Linked DNA regions of Mus musculus: region 1 is linked to region 2. A link is a contact called in public HiChIP or PLAC-seq data. All regions are on one chromosome and are shown on one strand. The core of a region is the stretch at or near the end of the contact, and the rest is flanking DNA. Distances in the headings are between cores, read along the strand shown. Region 1 holds the start of Arpc1b (actin related protein 2/3 complex, subunit 1B). Region 2 has its middle 18 kb from the start of Arpc1a.

The links. HiChIP or PLAC-seq counts read pairs in DNA pulled down with a chosen protein or histone mark.
Region 1: a contact with region 2 is called in an H3K27ac HiChIP or PLAC-seq map of embryonic stem cells, with 5 read pairs. The contact joins the promoter of Arpc1b here to the enhancer-like site in region 2. A contact is called at or near these places in 1 of 15 datasets of contacts at CTCF or cohesin (the NIH/3T3 cell line), 2 of 484 Hi-C or Micro-C datasets (granulocytes and pre-pro-B cells), 1 of 115 datasets of contacts at active chromatin or transcription factors (embryonic stem cells) and 3 of 9 other capture datasets (adipose tissue, liver and pancreatic islet).

Annotation. Positions count from the first base shown.
Region 1 is chr5:145,112,062-145,115,940 of GRCm38.p6, reverse strand. Arpc1b (actin related protein 2/3 complex, subunit 1B) reads right to left here and starts at 1,685. Exons shown (of 10, transcript NM_023142.2): 1 at 1,600-1,685.
Region 2 is chr5:145,063,694-145,067,739 of GRCm38.p6, reverse strand. No RefSeq gene overlaps it. Among named protein-coding and RNA genes, the nearest start is that of Arpc1a, 18 kb to the left of the region's middle. Within about 2 kb of position 2,374, at least 5 of the 459 cell types and tissues checked have an H3K27ac peak or open chromatin away from gene starts, as enhancers often do. A contact at or near this core is called in embryonic stem cells, where this site is marked.

The DNA.
Region 1 (3,879 bases), core at 436-2,935, 49 kb before region 2:
GATTGGAAAAACCCACATACCACTGAGGAGGCTGGATCACTGGTAGAGCACTTGCCTAGTAAGTTCCAAGGCCCTGGGACCAAGACAGAACAAAATACTTTAATTCTAGTTGGGGTTATTTGTTATTTGAAAGATCCCGAAGTGTGCTCACCTTTAATCTCAGCACTGAGGAGACAGAGCTCTATGAGTTCAAGGCTAGCCTGGGGGGAGGGAAGGAGGAGGGAGGGAGGGGGAAAGAGAGAGAGAGAGAGAGAGAGAGAGAGAGAGAGAGAGAACCCGAGTCCAGGGGAAAGGAGGAGACCCTGCCTAAAAGAACAAAACAACCCAGAGTGAAAAAGAATCACCAGCGTACACCTTTAATCCCAGCACTCGGGAGGCAGAGGCAGGAGGATTTCTGAGTTCGAGGCCAGCCTGGTCTACAGAGTGAGTTCCAGGACAGCCAGAGCTATACAGAGAAACCCTGTCTCGAAAAACCAAAATAAATAAATAAATTTTCATTCACACAGACCTTTGCCTTGCACGCTTCATTGTGTGTCTTTGAGTGCCCATGGGTGTCGGGGTATTCGAACTCAGACCCTCAGGATTCCCCCTCCCCAACTCCACCCCTGTCAGTGCTTTTATTCAATGCTCCATCTCCCAGCCCCGCACATTCTCTTACAGTAGAAGCCCACGTGGTAAATCTATTCCTTTTTTATTGTCCACGTGAAGAAGTTGTTCCCTCCAAGTCGCCCCGCAGGGCTGCAGCTTCGGACCCCACCCCACCCTCCCACCTCATAAGGCCAGGTTCAAAGGAGTGCAGAAATAAGGTCTGCAGCAGCAGACAAGCAGGCACTCTGCCAAGTGTACTAGCCACATTTGGCAGCTAAGCCTCCAAATCTGGAAGGTCCCCATTTTCCAGGCAAGGCAAGTTGAGCTCTAGAGAGGCGAGGTGGCTCGACTGCGTCAGCAGCCACACCGCCCCAGGCTGGAGCTGCCTCGCGGGAACAAGCTTCATGGCCAGCACCTGGGCTGGCTCCCAGTTCAGGATTCCAGCCTATTTGCGGGCCCCACCGGGACCTGCCCTGTCCGGGGTGGCCTGGCTGGGTGCCCCTCGAGCCGCCAGGGTCCGCTCGCCCAAGCTGGGTGGAACCAGGAACCTGGACCCCTGCCGGGTATGGTCACTGGGGGATGAGGCGGGGCAGGGGTGCTAGCTCATTTCCCGGTCGCAACAACCCGGAAGGCTGCGGACCGAGGGGGAAGTGACTGAGCGTGGGGCCCTGCGCCCAAAGTAACGGGGCGACACGGGTCTCGGGGATCGAAAGCGGGGCCAGGAAAGCGGAGAGGGGGCGCGAGGCTGGGGCTGTGCCGTCTCGATGGCGTCGAGTGCGCGGGGAATCTCTGCGATTCTTCCCACCGCGCCCCGCATCCCCAGAACGCCGCCCCCCACTAGCTCCTTGCCAGCCCCACCCTCGCCGGGAGCCCCACCAGGCCCCCATGCACACGGCTCTCCACTCCTCTCTCATCCCCATCCCCCTCACCGTCGAACATCGCCTCGAGTCCCCTGACTTCTAGGTGGCCTCAGACACCACACACACCTCGCGACCACCCCGCGCCCCTCACCTCGGGTCTCCTCGGCCGCGGACTCTGGACAGTCGACGCGCCGAACCGGCTCTGAGACCCGCGCAGCGCCGCAGCCACTTCCTCGTGGGCGGGGGGCGGGGCCTTCGGGCACAGCCCCGCAGGGACCGGGGGCGGGACCCGGGCGGCTGTGGCCAGATCTCAGGGCCCGCCCACCCCTCGGGGTACTAAGCCGCCCGGACCTCAGTTAAGTCCAGCTCAGCCCAGAATTCGTTCGGAGATCGCACGCTGTTGCCCCTAACTACTTTCTGAATGGGGAAACTGAGGCTGGAAGAAGGGGGGGGGCGCTTAGAGGGCGGAAGCCCGAGATCGGGCAACCAAGAATTCAAAGGTTTTGAGGCCACACGCAGGCACCCCGCAACTTAATGACTCCTGCCCCGCCCCTCGCACTCTAGGTGCACCCCAGCCGTGGTTCCCCAGACTCTGTGTCCCAAAGATGGCAGAGTCGCTGGCGTCCAGGAAGAAGAGCACTGCCACTCCAGGTGACTTCTCGCTTCGGAAGTCCACACACTTCCCTCCAAGTTGCTGAGTAGCTTTGCAGTCAGGTGATGATGCTCCAGGGTCAAGGGTCTTCCAGGTTAGGTGCGTCTCAAGTTCCTTTTGCTGTGCCTCCCACCTTCTGAGAGCTCCTCTCTAGACTCCCAGCAATCTCCTGTATCACTAATTCTGGCTTAGAGGTGCCTGTGATAACCCACACCTGTCATCCCAGCACTGGGGAGATGGAGGAAGAGAGATGAGATTCGAGTTCACCCTTGGCTGTAGAGCTGGATGAAGGCCAGCCTGGGTTACATGAAACCCTGCCTCAAAAAAACCAAAGAAATGGGCCAGTAAGATGGCTCAGATGGCAAAGGTGCTTGCTGCCCAGCCTAAGGACCTGAATTGAACTCCCAGCACTGACTTCCACACACATGCCAGCCATAGTGAACTAGAGTGTGTAAACATACACACACACACACACACACACACACACACACACGCAGGGTAAGTAAATAAATTAATACTTTTTTTTTTTTTTTGAGCCAGGGTTTCTCTGTGTAGCCCTGATTGCCCTGGAATTAGCTCTGTAGGCCAGACTGCCCTTGAACTCAGAGATCCGCCTCTGTCTGTGTCTCCAAGTTCTGAGTTCTGGTATTAAAGCAGTGCATCATCATGCCTGGTGTAATAAAATACTCTAAGTTTGGAGCAGTTGCTGCAGTGAACACCCTGCCCATGTTCAGTGATTATGTATATGTGTGTGTGTGTATACACACACACACACACACATATACATATATAATGGTGTTGGGATTCAAACTCAGGGCCCTGCACACACAGCAGACGCTCAGTCACGGAGCTACATCCCCAGCCTTCACTTAAGTCTCCTTAAGTTTCTGGGGCTGGACTTGAAGTTACGTAGGCCTTGAGCTTGTGATTCTCCTGCCTCAGTTCCCCGTGCCACCAGACCCACCCAGCTCAGTAAGATTTAGCTCAGGTTTCCACGAGTCATCCTCCTGCCACAGACACAGAGGAGCCATGATCCTGCGCCCCCTGCTTTGCTGTTCCTGTAGGTTTGTATCTGTAGCCCTGTGGGTCAAGGGCATCCCTGGCTGGCAATCTGTCCGTGCTCGCTCAGCTCCATAAAAGCCCAGCAATGGCCCCAGGAGGCCTTGAGTGATCTGACTCCATACGCCTGTGGTGTCCTACAGTTCTCTGTCCCGGGGTAGTAACCTAAAGTGACCCAGTGTCTTCAGAGGATGGACAAAGCAAAACCAAGCCCAGGACTCTAGGAAGTGGCCCACTACAGAGAAGCCCCTCTGGGTGAGCTGTATGCCTGGAGGGCAGTAACCCTCAAGCGGAGGGGAGTCCTCAGAGCAGAGCATAGGACAAGACAATCCTGCAGAGAAAACCAGAGCACTCACTGGTCAGCTCTGGTCAGCTTAAGCTCAAGCGTCTTTCAAGAGGGTTAAGATTCATGGACCAGGTGTTTTGTTTTGTTTTGCTTTATGATGGTGGGTATAACCCAAGACCTTACACATGCACTGAGCCACACAGACCCTAGCCCCTCACAGAGGGTGAGTCTATTCAGTTCTTCTCTGAATGCGATGGTAGGAGCTTGCACCTCTTGAGAAGAAAGTCACTGTAGGTAGTGTTGACTTGCTCACTCTGTCTGGTGTGAGGTGCTGCTCTGAGGTGAGTAGCTGGCCTCCACCTCACCCTTCTGTGCTGCCACAAGCTGTGGAGCCAAGTGACTATAGACTGAAAACTTTGAAGCCATGAGGAAAC
Region 2 (4,046 bases), core at 1,125-3,624:
AAGCTCAGAGCAGAAGTGGTGTACTTACCTACTTGCTGTGGCCTCAGATGTGGAAGTGCCACTCCTCAGAAACAGTTTTGGAGAAGTCTGTATTGGACAGACGGATGATCTCCACTGAGGCAATGTCCTTGCCTGTCATGTGGTGTTTGGTACCCAACTTGATCAGGACAATTTCCACCATTCATGCTTGCTCTTCATTATCTAACTTGTGCACAGTATTCTTGGTTGGCCTAGCCTTCACTTGAGAAAGGCACAGCAGAAAATGAGATGATAGTGTAGCCTATTCTAGGTGAGCTTGCATTAAAAAAAAAAACCTCTGTGTATATGAGTGCATATATATATATATATATATGTATATATATATATATATATATATATATATATATATATATATACATACATACATATACATATTATATATGTGAGAGACATTGCTTGAAGCTGCCCAGTCCCATACAGGCAGGAGTTTATATTTTCCTAGGTGTTAGCTTCCTACGTTTTCTTGAAATCTTGAAAATCACATTTATTTATTTATTTGTGGAAGGCTCAGGTGGAGGTCAGAAGACTACATGCATGAGTCTGGTCTCTTCTTCCAATATGTGGGTCCTAGGAATTGAACTCAGTTTGTCAGGCTTGGTGGTAGGCGCTTTTACCTGTTGAGCTAGACTTTTTAAAAATTTTATGTATATGAGTGTTTTGTCTGCCTGTGTGAATATATATATTCACACAGGCAGACAATAGGCATATATATATGTATATTCACACAGGCAGACAATAGGCATATATATATCTATATATCTATATATATCACTTGTATACAGTGCCCATGAAGGCCAGAGGCTGCACTGGATACTCTGGAATGGGGGTTAACAGAGCTGCCATATGGATTCTGAGAAGGAAACCCAGGTCCTCTGGGAAAACAACTGGTGCTCTTAATTGCTGAGCCATCTCTCCAGCTCTGTCTGCCATTTTTTTTTGGTTGTTGTTTAAGATTTATTTTATATATGTGAGAACACTGTAGCTGTCTTCAGACACACCAGAAGAGGGCATCAGATCCCATTACAGATGGTTGTGAGCCATCATGTGGTTGCTGGGAATTGAACTCAGGACCTCTGGAAGAGCAGTCAGTGCTCTTAACCACTGAGCCATCTCTCTACCTGCCATTTTTTAAAAAAGATTCTGCCCTGAATGGCTGTGTTCCTTTTGTAAACCTGCCGTCTGCTGTGACTGTCCTGGTTTTCACCTTGGGGCGGCTCAATCTGTTTCCTCTGGAACTCTACATTTTAATGTTTCAGCAATATCCAATCTCACCTCTGCTACATCAAAAAATAATATCATGAGAGTTGGAGAGATGGTTCAGTGTTTCAGAGCACTGACTACTCTTCCAGAGGTCCTGAGTTCAATTCCCAGTACAACATTCTGTCATGGGATCTGATGCCCTCTTCTGGTGTGTCTGAAGACAGCTACAGTGCGCTCACATATATAAAATAAATAAATAAACCTTAAAATAAAAATAATGTCAAAAAAGCTGGGCAGGCTTTCCCATGGAATCTACTGCTTGGGAGGCGGAGGCTGAGGCTGACCATCCTGCAGGTCCCAGGCCAGCCTGGGTTTACATAGTGAATCTCTGTCTCAAAAACAGGCTCTTTGAAAAGTGAAATGAAATGGTCAGACGTAATGGGTGTATGCCCACCTTGTTTGTACTCATGCTCAGGAGCTGACTGTGGGGTTTTCTGAAACAGGGTTGAGCACGTGCTAATGTGTTAATAACGTGAAGCTAACCATAGTGAATAGTTGCACCATGAGCATTAGCGAACCTTTCAAACCAGCTTTCCCTTTAGTTCTTTAGTGTGTGTCTGTGTGTGCGTCTGTCTCCATGGTGTGTGTATGTGTAGGCATACATGTCGAGGTGAGAGAGTCACTTATAGGAATTGGTGTGCTCCCTCAACCATGCAGGTCCTAGGGATTCTTCTCCGACTGCCAGATGGCCCATCAAGCCATCTCCAGAGCTCTACTCAATTTTGGGGGAGAAGAAACTTGTTTCCCAGCATGCCATTGACAGTATCCATTGGATCAGGCCTGGAAACCCTTTCTTAAGTGTCTGTAGAGATTGTTTTATTCCTAGTGGAGGAGTGAAAGGGGTGCCTTGTTTGCTTGTTTGCTTACCTCGTGGACCTGGGTCCATTTTCCTGGGATACAGATCCCAGAATCCCCAATTCATAGGAGGGTGACCCAGACCTGTTTCTCCCTGTGCTGATGGGACTGTGCACTCCTTAGCCTTAGGGCATTCAGAGTACAGCATGGTGTAGGTAGGTGACCCCTGGGTATCCTTGCCCACGTACACAGCTCCTTTACATAGTCATAGTGGCGACTGTCTCTGAGTCTGGGTTGACTGGCCTCCCGCTGTCTTCCCTTTAGAGTTCAACCACATTGAACAGCCATACAAAGCCTGTACCAGTGAGAAGCTACTGTTCTTCCACCCCTACATACTGGTGTTAGAGTTGAAACTAAGGTCATCCTTGGCTACACAGTGAATTTGAGGTCAGCCTGGGCCACATGAAAATAAAGGTGGAAAGGGCAGGTGTCCTTGACTTCAGCAGATTTTTGTTTGTTTCTTTGTTTGAGCCTTGTGGTTTGTTTTTTTCTGAAGGCCAAGGTATCCTGGTACCAGTCTTGAGGTGGGATGGGCTTTCAAGGACCTCTGTGACTAATTCAGACCTTGCTTGCTTTCTGTTGGATGCAAGCATTAAGCCTCATTCATGTCTAAGTGACCAAGGAATTTGAAAACAAAGACAGGCTGTGTGGTAGTGCATGCCTTTCATCCCAGCACTCAGGAGGCAGAGGAGGGCAAATCTCTGTCAGTCTATCAGTTAGAAGACAGCCTGGTTTCCCTAATGAGTTCCAAGGCAGCCAGAGCTATGATAGAGAGACTGATAGAAGGCAAGAGGGAGAGAAGGAGGGAGGGAGGGAGGGAGGGAGGGAAGGAGGGAGGGAGGGAGGGAGGGAGGGAGGGAGAGGGAGAGGGAGAGGGACAGGGGGAGAGGGGGAGAGGGGGAGGGGGAGGGGAGGGGGAGGGGAGGGGGAGAGGGAGAGTGCGAGAGTGCGAGAGAGCGAGGAGAGAGGATAAAACAGAAAGGAAGGAAGATAGAGAAGATGATCCTTGGCTAAAGAGATAGGTTCATGTTTTAAGAACTAGGTATTAATCCTGCCAATCCATGAGCTTGGGAGATCTTTCCATCTTCTGAGGTCTTCTTCAATTTCTTTCCTCAGAGACTTGAAGTTCTTATCATACAGATCTTTCACTTGCTTAGTTAGAGTCTCGCCAAGGTATTTTATACTATTTGTGACTATTGAGAAGGGTGTTGTTTCCCTAGTTTCTTTCTCAGCCTATTTATTCTTTGTGTAGAGGAAGGCCATTGATTTGTTTGAATTAATTTTATATTCAGCTACTTTGCTGAAGTTGTTTATTAGGTTTAGGATTTCTGTCTGTGTGTGCGTCTGTCTCCATGGTGTGTGTATGTGTAGGCATACATGTTGAGGTGAGAGAGTCACTTATAGGAATTGGTGGAATTTTGGGGGGCCACTTATGTATAGTATCATATCATCTGAAAATAGTGTTATTTTGACTTCTTCCCTTCCAATTTGTATCCCTTTGATCTCCTTTTGTTGTCTAATTGTTCTGGCTAGGACTTCAAGTACTATATTGGAATAGGTAGGGAGAGAGTGGTCAGCCTTGTCTAGTCCCTGATTTTAGTGGGATTGCTTCAAGTTTCTCTCCATTTAGCTTGATGTTGGCTACTGGTTTGCTGTATATTGTTTTTACTATGTTTAGGCATGGACCTTAAATTCTTGATCTTTCCATGACTTTTATCATGAAGGGGTGTTGGATTTTTGTGGGAAGCCGTTACAGAGTGGCAGTTACAGAGTGGCAGTTACAGAGTGGCAGTTGCAGAGTGGCAGTTGGCTACAGCTGACCACCACACATAGCCAGTAAAGGTTCTTTTGCCAAGGTGAGGTTTTGAGAATTGACAAAAGTTAACCAATCA